Linked DNA regions of Sus scrofa: region 2 is linked to region 1. Evidence: chromatin contacts called from public Hi-C data. All regions are on one chromosome and are shown on one strand. Each heading gives the region's core, a stretch centred on a gene start, on an enhancer-like site or on the middle of the called end of the contact. The rest is flanking DNA. Distances are from core to core; before and after follow the strand shown. Region 1 holds the start of PTPRK (receptor-type tyrosine-protein phosphatase kappa). Region 2 overlaps PTPRK (receptor-type tyrosine-protein phosphatase kappa).

Region 1 (6,100 bases), core at 2,977-5,476:
GGAACTATATCCAAGGCAGGATCTGGAGTTGCATTTCCAGGCTCACATCATACTAGAGAGACAATAGTCCCTCTCTAGGTCACTGATAAGACTGCATCTAAAAAGCTGCATATTTTTCTCCCACTGAGATAAAAAAAGCTGAACAGCCCATAGTTGAACGGACAGCTAAAGAAATTAACTAAAAATAAATTTCATCTATAGTTGGAATACTATGAATGTGAACAATGACTTCCGCAGGTTCAGCTCAAGTAAGGATTTACAGGAGGTAATTTTTTTTTAACAAATTAAAGAATAATATCTCTCACTGTGCTGATAAAATTATGGTCTGGCCAATCTAGGATGTTTATGTTTAACAACAATTCAAATGAATGACTGGCTAAGTCTCACACATACACACATTCCTTAAAGAGCCTGTGCTAAACAGGAGTGTGGGAGCAAGAAAAGACTGAAGTCAAGGCACTTAGCTATCTTAATGTATGATGATTACACCCCAGATAGCTGCCATATGAGGCTTGATAACTTACAGTGCTAGCTCACATAAATATTCCATACCATCCTCATAAAAACCATGTGGAAATGTCAGAATGGGTATTATCATCCCCATTTTACAGATGACAAAGCTGAGTCTCTAAATTATCTCATCTGTGACTGCTTTTGTCAGCCATCAGAGTCCGAACACAGAAAAACATTCTCATACTATGATATCACGAGATGACAATGACACTGCCCCGTGAATAAACTACAGTACATCTTTGTGTTTTTTGGCCTCGATTTCCCCAGACATAACACAGATCTGACAACAGGCATTGTTTTAAGTGAGCAATTTAACTGAAAAAATATAAATTGAGATTTTTTTTTTTTAATCTTTTTAGGGACGCACCTGCGGCTTATGTAAGTTCCCAGGCTGGGGGTCAAATAGGAGCCGTAGCTGCTGGCCTGCATCACAGCCACAGAAACGCAGGATCCAGGATCCAAGCCACCTCAGCGACCTACACCACAGTTCAGCTCATGGCAACGCAGGATCCCCGACCCACTGAGCAAGGGCAGGGATGGAATCCCCTCCTCACGGATCCTAGTCAGATTCATTTCTGCTGCGCCACAACAGGAACTCCTAAGTTGAGATTTAGAGGAAGTTCTGAAAGTTTAAGTTCTAATGAGGCTCACAGTGCAGCATTTTTATACTTTAACTTCCAAAGCTAAGAAAAAAAGTCACAAATGATGAAACTGTTCTTCAAACTGCGGTTTAAACAAAGCAGAGTGGGTGAGTGGGCACATGATATAGCAAAGATCCAACAATCTGCCATCTTTCACTCTAAAAGTGGTAAATTGGCCTGATGAGTGTGATTTTTAAAACATATTTAACAGAGTATTTTAAAACTCTGAACATGTATTTTATATTTCTGAAGCAGTTTTACTTAAATTTCTCAAAAGAAATAAAAATTAATCATTTAAAGTAGAATGTAAGGAAAACAAAGCAAAAAAGAATACACCTCCATCTGACTTCATGTCTTTGCAACAAATCTGCCACATAATCCGATGACAGTAGAATAACAAATGACTTAAAATTGGCAGAAAATGGGAATTTTTATGAAACAAACTTTTAATTTATGGAGAAAGGCAGATCCACAATTTGAACTGTGGGAATAAAGGGCATTCATTTCTGGGCATAGATAGTTAGATAAACAGATGGATAGACAGGTAAATCCTGAATAGCAAAATTCTGAGATACAATCCTGGCGGAACTGCGTCTATTAGGACTGCACATCCTTTTACTTAAATATAAAATAAAGTCAAATGTTTTGCTCTGTCACCAAAGAAAAGCCAGGCATATTTAGTTAAATCACTTAGAACTGGCTAAGAACACAACTGTTCATTAGAGATAGATGAACTCTAAGGATCAGAAAAGCTCACCTCCACATTCTGCCAGAAGAAATTTAATATTTACTTGTTAACTAGAGGGTAAATAACATTTGAAAAGAGAAAAAGAAAAGTTTCTTTACTGCTGAAAATATAACCATTAACTGTTGAGACATTAATAGTTGCGACTCTTAAATACATGTAAGTTTTATCATGCAACTGGTAGAATTCCAACTTTCAATTAACAAACTACATGTCTTTTCAAGCGAAGGCTCTCTGTGCAGTGACAAACACTGTGCAGAAATCAATAACCACTCCAACCTGCCTACATTATATGTCTCACATCAAGCAGGCTTCCAATACTAACTGGCATCACATGTCAAAGATGGTTGCAGTAATGCTTACTCCAGAAAGAATGAAAATTAAGCTATCAGATCATTCATTGCACTGAGCTGTTATCCTCTGCATACATTACTAGTATACATAACTTTTCCTCTGCTCGGTGCATTGCATAATCTGCCTGAGTGCACACCACAGACTGCCACCTGAATCTGTTGTCTAATTCCTTTTATAGAGTTCTAAAGGAGAGAAAGGAGACGGAAGGGAAATAAACATTACTCCGGGAAACAGCAATCTGAGTTTATTTCCAGGAAACCGGGTAGCCACAACAACGAGAGAAACTGACAAGTGCAAAGTTCTTTCGTTCTCCGCGTCCTGTGGCCACAGCCAGGAGAGGGGCTGTCGCTTCCCCCGTCTTCTCCAGCACTCCTCGGCCACCTCTGCGTCTCCATCTGCACCGCGAACCAAGGCAGCGCTCGCCAGCCAAGCTGAGCTGGGTAGGCTGGCCAGAAAAGTTGTCAGGACCGGCGGGAGGCAAACGATTGCCCGGGAGCCTGCTCCCCAGCGTCCACTTGGTGAAACTTCAGGGCCCCCAGAGGAGAGAACGAAAGAAGCAACCGACAGGAAGGATGACAAAACTGGAAGGGAACGGAGGATGGGAATGCGAGAGACGGGGCTTCATGGACTTCTCTAAGTGGTTTTACTAGAATATAAAGTGCTTAACACGCGAGACCGCACCGCATCCCTCCTTTTGGGTTCTCCTGGCGGGTGGCAGTCGTTTGCAGTCCCCAATCATCCAAGCGGGCTCCGGGAGCAGCTGGGCCAGCTTCGCGGTGGCTCTGCCGGAGAGGCGGGCTCCCACACCGTGGGTCAGGCTTCCCCGACCCGGCGCCCAGACCTCGCTGCCCAGGACGATCCTTAGAATCGTGTTTCCAAACACCTAGCAGGCTCCGCCAACACACACACACAACACACACACACACACCCTACTCCGCGCAGTGCCCTAACCCACCGGGCGAGCCCAGGAGCAGCCCGCCACTGGGGGAGGAGAAAAGGACTGCGGGAAGGACGGGGAAGTAGTTAGACAATAGTCAAGGGAGGTTATTCCCTGGACAAAAAGCACCTGGCAAAGCGCGCCGAGGTCAGTCCCTTCGAGTCTCCACATTTCTGACAATGGCTTCCCGGGGGAAAAAAAATTTGTGAACGCTCCAGTGGCAGAGAGCCACAAGCCCGCACCACGAGCAACAGCGTAGCCATTCCCAGAGTCGTAACTACTTTTTCTTTCTCTCTTCCCCGGCGCGGTGCAGCCTGCGCCGGGCGCCGAGAATCCCAGTTTCCCAAGAAAAGCCCAGTCTCGCGCACTCCCCACAGCCCTGCCCGCCGGCGCTCCGAGCGAGCCTCTGCCGGGAACAATGGGTTGCGAGGATGAAAGTTACCTGAGCCGGTGGCGCCCAGGAGAGTGCCCCGTTTCCCACCTGGCATAAAGTCTGGGGACATCGCTCCCTCCGCCTGGTACACCCCCGGGCCGCTAAAGCTTCTCCTAAACCCTTGTTCCCAGCCCTGGAGTGGAGCCGATTCCACCCCCGGCGAACCCGGGCCCGGGGCGTTCGTCGGGGTTCCGGAGTTCCGGACGCCCCCACTCCCACCCCGCGCCCCGCCCCGGCCACTCACCTGCGGAGAACTGGCCTTGGGCCGACCCTAGGAGAGGCCAAGGGGAGAGGAGCAAGAGCGCTACAAAAACAGGCAGCGCCGCCGCCGCTGTATCCATGTCGACTTTGGGAGAAGTTTCAAGCCGCTTTGCAAAGAGCGGCCGGGGGTATCGCAGCGAAATCCACGGCTGGGCGGCCGGCCGGGCCTGGCGGGGTGAGGGCGGGGAGTCGACGGCCGCCCTCCAGCACTTTTTCCTGCTCCGCGGTCGCCAAACTACCTCTGGGGCGCCAGCGTCGCCCGCGTCGCCCGCCGGCCGCGGCGGCAGCTCTCCATGCTCGGCAGAGGCTGCTCCTGTTAGTCAAGAGTTACTTTGCTCGGGGAGGGACGGGGGCGGAGCCAGGGGTGACGTAGCCCCGCGGGCTCGGGGCGCTTCTGAGGAATGCTGGCTCGGGCGCGCCGCCGCCTGCCGGAGAGACGCGCGCCAACCCCGGCCGCGCGCCCAGCGCTCCGCTTTGCCTTTGTTCGCCACCCGGGCCCTGCCGCCCGCCGCGGCTCCAGGCCAGCAGGCGGGAAAGGGGACCGCGCACCGCTGGCTGCCCTGTTCCAGAAATCGCATTTGAGAAGCGAGAGTTGGGTAAGCAGTGTGGCCGGACCCCGGAGGACAAGCGCAGAGAAACCCCGCCGCCCGAGCAGTGCCGTCCTGGGGTTCTGTCCCCAAGGTGGAGGTCCCATCGGAGCGCTGGCGGTAGGGAGAAGCGTAGACGTGCCCGGAGGAAACACCCACCTGCCTTGCAAACTCTCTGTTCTCTATTCATGTACTTGGGAATAAGACACCCCACCCCCGTAGAAAACTTATTGTTCCTTCTTCATACAAAAATAAAACTTGAACCAAAATAAATGTTCAGTAACTTTCCAGCGTGAACAGCTGGCATGGCTCCTTTCTGATTTGTCATTTGCCGAATATTTGGATTTACTTTCTGCTTCACTGACTTTGCTTGTTGCTCTGAAACCTTCCGGCCTCTTTCCACTTCTTCCCTCCGGAAGAACCTAAGAACTGCATCAGGACATATAATCTTTGCCTCTCACATGCGTCGGCTGGAATAGGAAAGGTTTTTTGTTTTGTTTTTAATATCCGAGAGCTTTTTAAGATCTAGGTATTTAACAAAAGAACTTTACCCCCACAAAGAAAACAGCAACGAATGATTTCATCCGGATGAAAATAATGCTATATTGTGACAGTAAAGTATTTTACAGTTTGCTACTTCTTCAGCAGCTTGAAGAGGTTTCCCCATATGCCACACTTACTTGCTTCTGTGAAAAGACTGTATAGTGCATATTTTAATCATTTTTATAAAATAGATGTGGTCACAATTGAATCAACATAAATTTTATTCAGAATTTTGACATCATATATACAATACCTAGAACAATGGAATCTCTTGACTGACATCTGTCAGTTCCTCAGCTTTTAGTTTTTGTAAATCAAGACAATGTGACATTCAATTATATCTAACATTCACACAATTTACCAAGGCACATATTCCTTTATTCAGATTAAGCATGTGATATTAATGACCAGATTTATTTTAGAGCTGTATATATATATATATATATATATGTATGTATGTATGTATGTATAGTGTGTGTGTGCATATATATTCAGCAGGAAAAACATTTTTTTTTAAATTTCATAAGCATAGAGGCTTGACTCAACATAACTGAGAGTCTCATAGCTGGCTCTTTTGCACACTGACGAGTCCAACACTTGTCAATTCAATTCAGCATTAAGTTCATTCTTCCTAAGGGTACAGTGAAGAATTTTTTGGTTATTAACCTTAACTTTTAACACATCACTGTTCCTATTCCTTTGATTAAGGAATATTCCTAAATCCTGGAAAAAGAAAAAAAAAAAACCCACTTAAGGACATTTTCCGTTTAACAATCTTAGCAGATCTTTGTAAAACTTAGCAATAGGTTGCAGGAAAAACAACTCCCTTCCCCCATTCATATACTAAATAATCTGTCCTTCTATTCCTGAGAGATGGAGGAAGTTCCTTACTTGGTAAATTTGTTTAAACACACAGAAAGCTTGTTTAAAAATTGACACACAGTGCCAGGGCAAAGTGCACAGAATTCTAGTTTGCTCATTCCTTGGATCCACTGACAGAAGATTCATTTCACTTTCTCCATCTGGGAAATAATAACAACAACAGGTAATGTTTACTTGCAATGTGCTAGGCGCTGGCTTAAGATA
Region 2 (6,012 bases), core at 3,197-5,696, 400 kb before region 1:
AGACCACCACTAAGCATGCCCCAGTCTGCACCTGCTTATGGGGGGATGGCAGGTGTGCATTTGGACATGGGGAGCCTATTAACTACTGCTCAATAGTAAAATTAGCTCGTTTCCATTCCCAGACATCTCAGCATCTTAGCAGAGAATAGATATCCAACTCTCACTGCCATTTTGGCTGAAAACCTTCCAGTGCCCCTCCAGCCAGCTAAAATGAGGACACCTGCAGAATAAACTGCCCTCCTTTAAGTCAAGTGAAGTTTTATAATGGTACTTTTTTTCTTTTTCTTTTTCTTTTCCTTTTTTGGCCATGCCTGCAGCATATGGAAGTTCTTGGACCAGGTATTGAGATCTGAGCCTCAGCTGGGACATATGCCACAGCTGCAGCATTACCAGATCCTTAACCCACTTTGCTACAGAGGAAACTCCAATGGTGCTTCTTTTTTTCTTTTAATGAGACTGAGTTTTAGAAGGGAGAGACCCAGAGTTCCCATTGTGGTTCAGTGGGTTAAGAACTTGACACAGTATCCATGAGGATGCAGGTTTGATCCCTGGCCTCGTTCAGTGGATTAAGGATTGGACATTGCCACAGCTGCAACAAAGGTGGAAGATGTGGCTTGGATCAAGTGTTGCTGTGGCTGTGACATAGGTTCCAGCTGCAGCTCCAGTTCGACCCCAGCTCTGGAACTTCCATATGCCGTGGGTGTGGCTGTAAAAAGAAAAACATACAAATAAAAAATGAAACAACAACAAAAATTTTAAAAATAAAGTAAAATAAAAGGGAGAGTCTCAAACCACCATTTCATGGTTTATAAGAAAGCATGGTTCATTCTAGTTTTTTTTTCCCTATTTTTATTGAATAATGTCAAATTAGAAGCAAGTAATGATATCATGTGAGTGAAAATTTGCAACCTCAGTCATCAGTGTTTTTTATTGTAGCTCTTTGATCTTTGCACTATAGAAAAATATGATTCTAATAATTTGTATGCAAAGCATTTAAATAATTTTGCCATTATGGTCAATAGCAAAATTTCAAAGTCCAAATACTTTTTTCAGACAAATAATTATAGAACATTGTCCTACAAAATACTGTACATCTACAATCAAAGCAGTGAAATAAAGTGGACCCTAACAATATTACATAAGATAAAAGATCAAGAATATAAATAGTTACAGGGTGTGCATTTTTCAAATATGAATAGTGTCATCAGTTATAGCTGCTTCCCTGATTCTGGAGAATATTACTAATATTAAGCTTTATCATAGAGCTTTCTGGAATCACAGAGATGATATCACTATTACATGGACAAAATTTAAGTGACAGTAGTAAAATTTATGGCATATTTGGTTTTCATTTAGTACTTGAATACCATATTCTATCTTCCACACAATCTTTCCCACCACGCACAACCTGAGTTCACTTATGCTGCTTCAAGTCTAACTGATAATATAGCAAGTATTAACAGCTATTCTTTATGTCATTTTGTAAAGCCCGATAACATAAACCAGAGAATGATCGTAATTTTCCCATCAGCCAGATATGAACACCTGGATGTCAACATCCCATTCCAGTAAGAGTAACTCTCCATACAGAGATACTCAAAAGCGACTGACACTGTCAGAGACTGACTCACATTCTCACATCAGCAACAAAATGAAGTGGAACAGACACCTTTCTAACATGGTGTCATCAGTCAAAAATTCAATCCTAAGGAAGAGAAGAACATGCCAAAAATTTTAGCTCAGGGTATTTGTACAGGAAGAGATTAAAAACAGCTACTTAGTATCAAATGTTGAAAAACGAACATTTAGAATTTAGACATATGACTTACAAATTTGTTTGGTTTCCCTCACTCTATATAATAACTTTCCTATATAATATAGATAGAATGACATGATTTTTAAGACATGATCTTGGAGTTCCCGTCATGGCTCAGCAGAAACGAATCTGACTAGTATCCATGAGGTTGCAGGGTTGATCCCTGGCCTTGCTCAGTGGGTTAAGGATCCGGTGTCGCCAAGAGCTTTGGTGTAGGTCACAGACCCAGCTCGGATCCCAAGTTGCTGTGGGCGTGGCATAGGCCAGGGGCGACGGCTCAGATTTAACCCCTAGCCTGGGAACTCCATAACCCGAGGATGCTAAAAAGACTATATATATATAAAGGCACAAATGAACCTTACCACAGAAAAGAAAATCATGGACTTGAGAATAGACTTGTGGTTGTCAAGGGGGAGGGGGAGGGAGTGGGATGGATTGGGAGCTTGGGGTCAACAGATGCAGACTATTGCCTTTGGAAGGGACTAGCAATGAGATCCTGCTGTATAGCTCTGGGAACTATGTCTAGTCACTTATGATGGAGCATGATAATGTGATAAAAAAGAAAGTATACATGTGTGTGTGTAACTGGGTCACCATGCAGTACAGTAGGAAAAAAAATACTGTATTGGGGGGGGGGGAAGAAAACATGATCCTGACAGCAAGACCTCTTTCACTTTAAAATTTGTTTCACTGTGATATCTATTGTAAATATCAGAAGAAACATATTTTCATATAATACACCCACAGATGATGCACTAAACTTAAGAATATTATCAATCTTGGTATTTCCCATTTGCATAAGAAAACATGCAATGACTTCATATTTTATTTTTTACTTAGAAACATGAAATGATTACATTTGATTCAAGTTTATGTATCTACAACTAAGGAGAAAAATTACACCTGAGATAACATTTTAAAAATTCTTTTCAAGGATGAAAAAAGATAAGAGTTTATATTTTGAGGAAATGCATTCAAAATGTACAAATTCAAATTGGATGTCTTAATATGCCGTTAAAGAGCAAAGCCACAAGCAAGTATAAAATAGTAATGCTTCCACAACTATTTGTCTGGAATAATGACTAAAGGAAAAATTTCAAAGTAAAGTATCCTACATTTGATGCTGTGGATCTCAACATTTATAGAAACTCTATGTCCTTTATTTCCCAGAATGGTCCCAAAGCCAAACATTCTAGCTTTTTTTTTTTTTTTTAAATCTATAACTCACTAAAATGATGTAAAATTCCAAATATTTTAGATTCAAACACTGCCCCCTGCAACCAAATTGGCAAAACAGCATTGGCAAACTACGAATTCTGACTTTTTACTTTGAATGATTCCAATAATAATATTATTGCTATAACCATTAACAAAACTATTCACCAGCGATTAGTAGAGTCAACTATATTTGTGGTGACGAATATTTTCCATTTCTACAGCCAAATGCATCTTTATGTTGCCAAAATAAACATACATGCATATTTATAGCTTCTCTTAGGCATCCACGACCTGAAAAAATATTCCTGAGTTCTAGTTGTTCTTTTCTCAGAGCCCTTAGTTTTTAAATTTTAGTAAGAATACAAATAGGATATTTTCTGAAGTATTTTTTTAGAATATTGTCAACCCTATGCTTTTCTCCTCCACTGTGAGTGTGGTATTCTTCATTCATCACATTTCAGGAATCTTTCCTAGTCATCTGTGCTGGTTAATGCAAGTGTCAGCTTAGCTATGGTAACACAGAGTCCTACTGTGTGGCAAACATCGATCTAGACGTTGCTGTGAAGGAAGATTTTAGATGTGATTAACGTTTAATCAACGACTTTGAGTAAAGCGGATCAACCTCCATTATATGGGTGGGCCCCCATCCCAGCAGTTGAAAGCTTACAAGACAGACTGAGGAGTTTCCTGGTGCCCCAAGAGGCTAAGGATCTGGCATTGTCACTGCTGTGGCTCAGATTACAGTTGTAGCGTGGGTTAGATCCCTGGCCTGGGAACTTCCACATGATAGGAGCATAGCCAAAAAAAAAAAAAAAACAAAGACTGAGATCCCCTAAAGAATAAGTCTGCCCCCAAACTGGACTCAACACTGCAACCATCTTCTGCCAGAATTTCTAGCCTGTCAGCCTGTCCTGCAAACGTTGGACTTAACTAGCCTCCACAACCCCATGAGTCAACTCCTTAAAAATAAATCTTTTTTTTTTTTTTTCCTATCCCTCCTCCACCCCTGCACAAACACACACACTCAAGTGGTTCTGTTTCTCTGGAGAACCCTGACTAATATATCAACATATTTTGTTTTCTTCTTTATTTAGTCTTAAAGATGAGGAGCATGGTCTAATCATGATTGATGTGTGTTCCCAAACAAAGCCCATAGGATCTCCTCTTTTTGCCTTCACTTGTTAACAAGTTGGAAGGCTTTTATGGAGATTTGGAGCCAGAGATCTGGGGTCCTTCCCTCTTGGTTTAGTGAAGCCACTGTGCAGGGTCCACGTTTCCCTATGGCTCAGGCTCTCCCAGAGCTGAGACAGACATTACTGCGTCATAGCCACTTACTGCAGCTTCTACAACAAAAAGTCCCTGTTGACTCTTTGCTTATTATTAACACAGCCCTTGCAGAACTGCTTTTTCAGTGCTATTGAGAATCGGCCTAGGAAGGGTGCCTGAATGATATGATACCAACCTGGCTGCTGTAATCCTAACACACTTTCAAGGTGGACATGCTGGTGGAGTTGCACAAGGACTGCACCATCCCTTTCTTTTAGGAGCAAAGCCTTCTTAACTTATTTTGCATTGAGGACATCACTATGATTTCTGAGTCTTTCAGTGCTGCTAATTTTCAAATGCTGTTGTTTTGCAAAAGTGAAACCAAGTCTACTAGATACGCTCTGGGTTTGCCCCTGAGTGTTACACTTCTATAAAGGAACTGGTCATTGGGAGTTCCCGTTGTGGCTCAGTGGTAATGAACATAACTAGTAACCATGAGGACGTGGGTTCGATCCCTGGACCAGCTCAGTGGGTTAAGGATCCATCATTGCTGTAAGCTGCAGTGTAGGTCACAGAGGCAGCCTGAATACCAAGTTGCTGTGGCGTAGGCCTGCAGCTGCAGCTCCGATTTGACTCCTAGCCTGGTAACTTCCATATGCCACAAAAAGACAAGAAAGAAAAGAAACGAAAAGAAAAGAAAGAAACTATACATTGTTCTCAAGTGCTTAAGAAAGAATAGCATCTGGTGGAGCATGAAGAGGTCATCAGATACCCCAAAAAAATAAGGTGTTACAGGCTGAACTATATCTCCTCCAAATTTGCATCTAAATCCAGGATTTCAGAATGGGGTGGTATTCGGAGGTAGGGCTTTTAAAGAGGTAACTTAGTTAAAATGAGACGCTGAGGGTGGGCCCTGGGTGTTATATGTATGAGAAAGTTGGACACACAGAGAGATACCAGGAATGTAAGTGCACAGAGGAAAGACCACCCAAAGACCTTGTGAGAAGGCTGCTGTCTGAAACCAGTGAGAGAGGCCAAGAAATCCAACCTGCTGACACCCTCATCTTTGAACTTCTAGCCTCCAGACACGTAAGAAGATAAGTTTTTGCTGTTTGAGCCACAAGGTTCTGGTATTTTTTATGGTAGTCATACACATGGTATCAGGAAATGAGGAAAACAACAGAATATCTGAGAGAGGCATCACAGACTGCGCTTAAAGTTCCTCCTGGGCCTCACCTATCAGACATACAGCCCAACAAAGGTTCTTGCAGGATCTGGGATCCAAAAGTGTAAAGGAAGATGCCCAACTAATTCAATGTCGTGGCATCATTAGACTCTTACATTTTTCATGCAAATTTCATGAGAGTATATTTCCTAAACTCCTGCTTAATAAAAATGCTTATTTGTCACCTTCTCATATGAATGTTAATTGGTCTGGTATAAAATTCATGACTCACTACTTTTCTTTAAAACACTGTAGATGCTGTTGCATTTTCCTTGGGTATTTATGACTATGGAGTAATTCTGAAGTATTTTTATTTTTAAAAATTCCTACGCTATCTCTTTCTGTTTATTTTAGGACAAGTCTAGAGCTAGTCTGAACTTGGGGTGATAGCTAACAAAAATAATGCCTCCTCTGCTCTTGTCGTCACTCCATATGTCCTCCTGCGATGGCTGATCCCATGGCTACGGGAGGACCGGTTGATGTGTGT

Evidence for each region. A called contact is a pair of places that touch in the nucleus more often than the background predicts.
Region 2: a contact with region 1 is called in a Hi-C map of skeletal muscle, with 3 times the contacts expected there. The contact joins the enhancer-like site here to the promoter of PTPRK in region 1. A contact is called at or near these places in 1 of 5 promoter capture datasets (liver), 2 of 47 Hi-C or Micro-C datasets (fetal heart ventricle and skeletal muscle) and 1 of 2 datasets of contacts at active chromatin or transcription factors (skeletal muscle).

The regions. Positions count from the first base shown.
Region 1 is chr1:34,691,489-34,697,588 of Sscrofa11.1, reverse strand. It overlaps PTPRK (receptor-type tyrosine-protein phosphatase kappa), which reads right to left and starts at 4,226. Exons shown (of 30, transcript XM_003353215.4): 1 at 3,868-4,226. The coding sequence starts at 3,964.
Region 2 is chr1:35,087,750-35,093,761 of Sscrofa11.1, reverse strand. The region is part of intron 7 of PTPRK (receptor-type tyrosine-protein phosphatase kappa); the gene reads right to left. Among named protein-coding and RNA genes, the nearest start is that of THEMIS, 240 kb to the left of the region's middle. Within about 2 kb of position 4,446, at least 4 of the 83 cell types and tissues checked have an H3K27ac peak or open chromatin away from gene starts, as enhancers often do.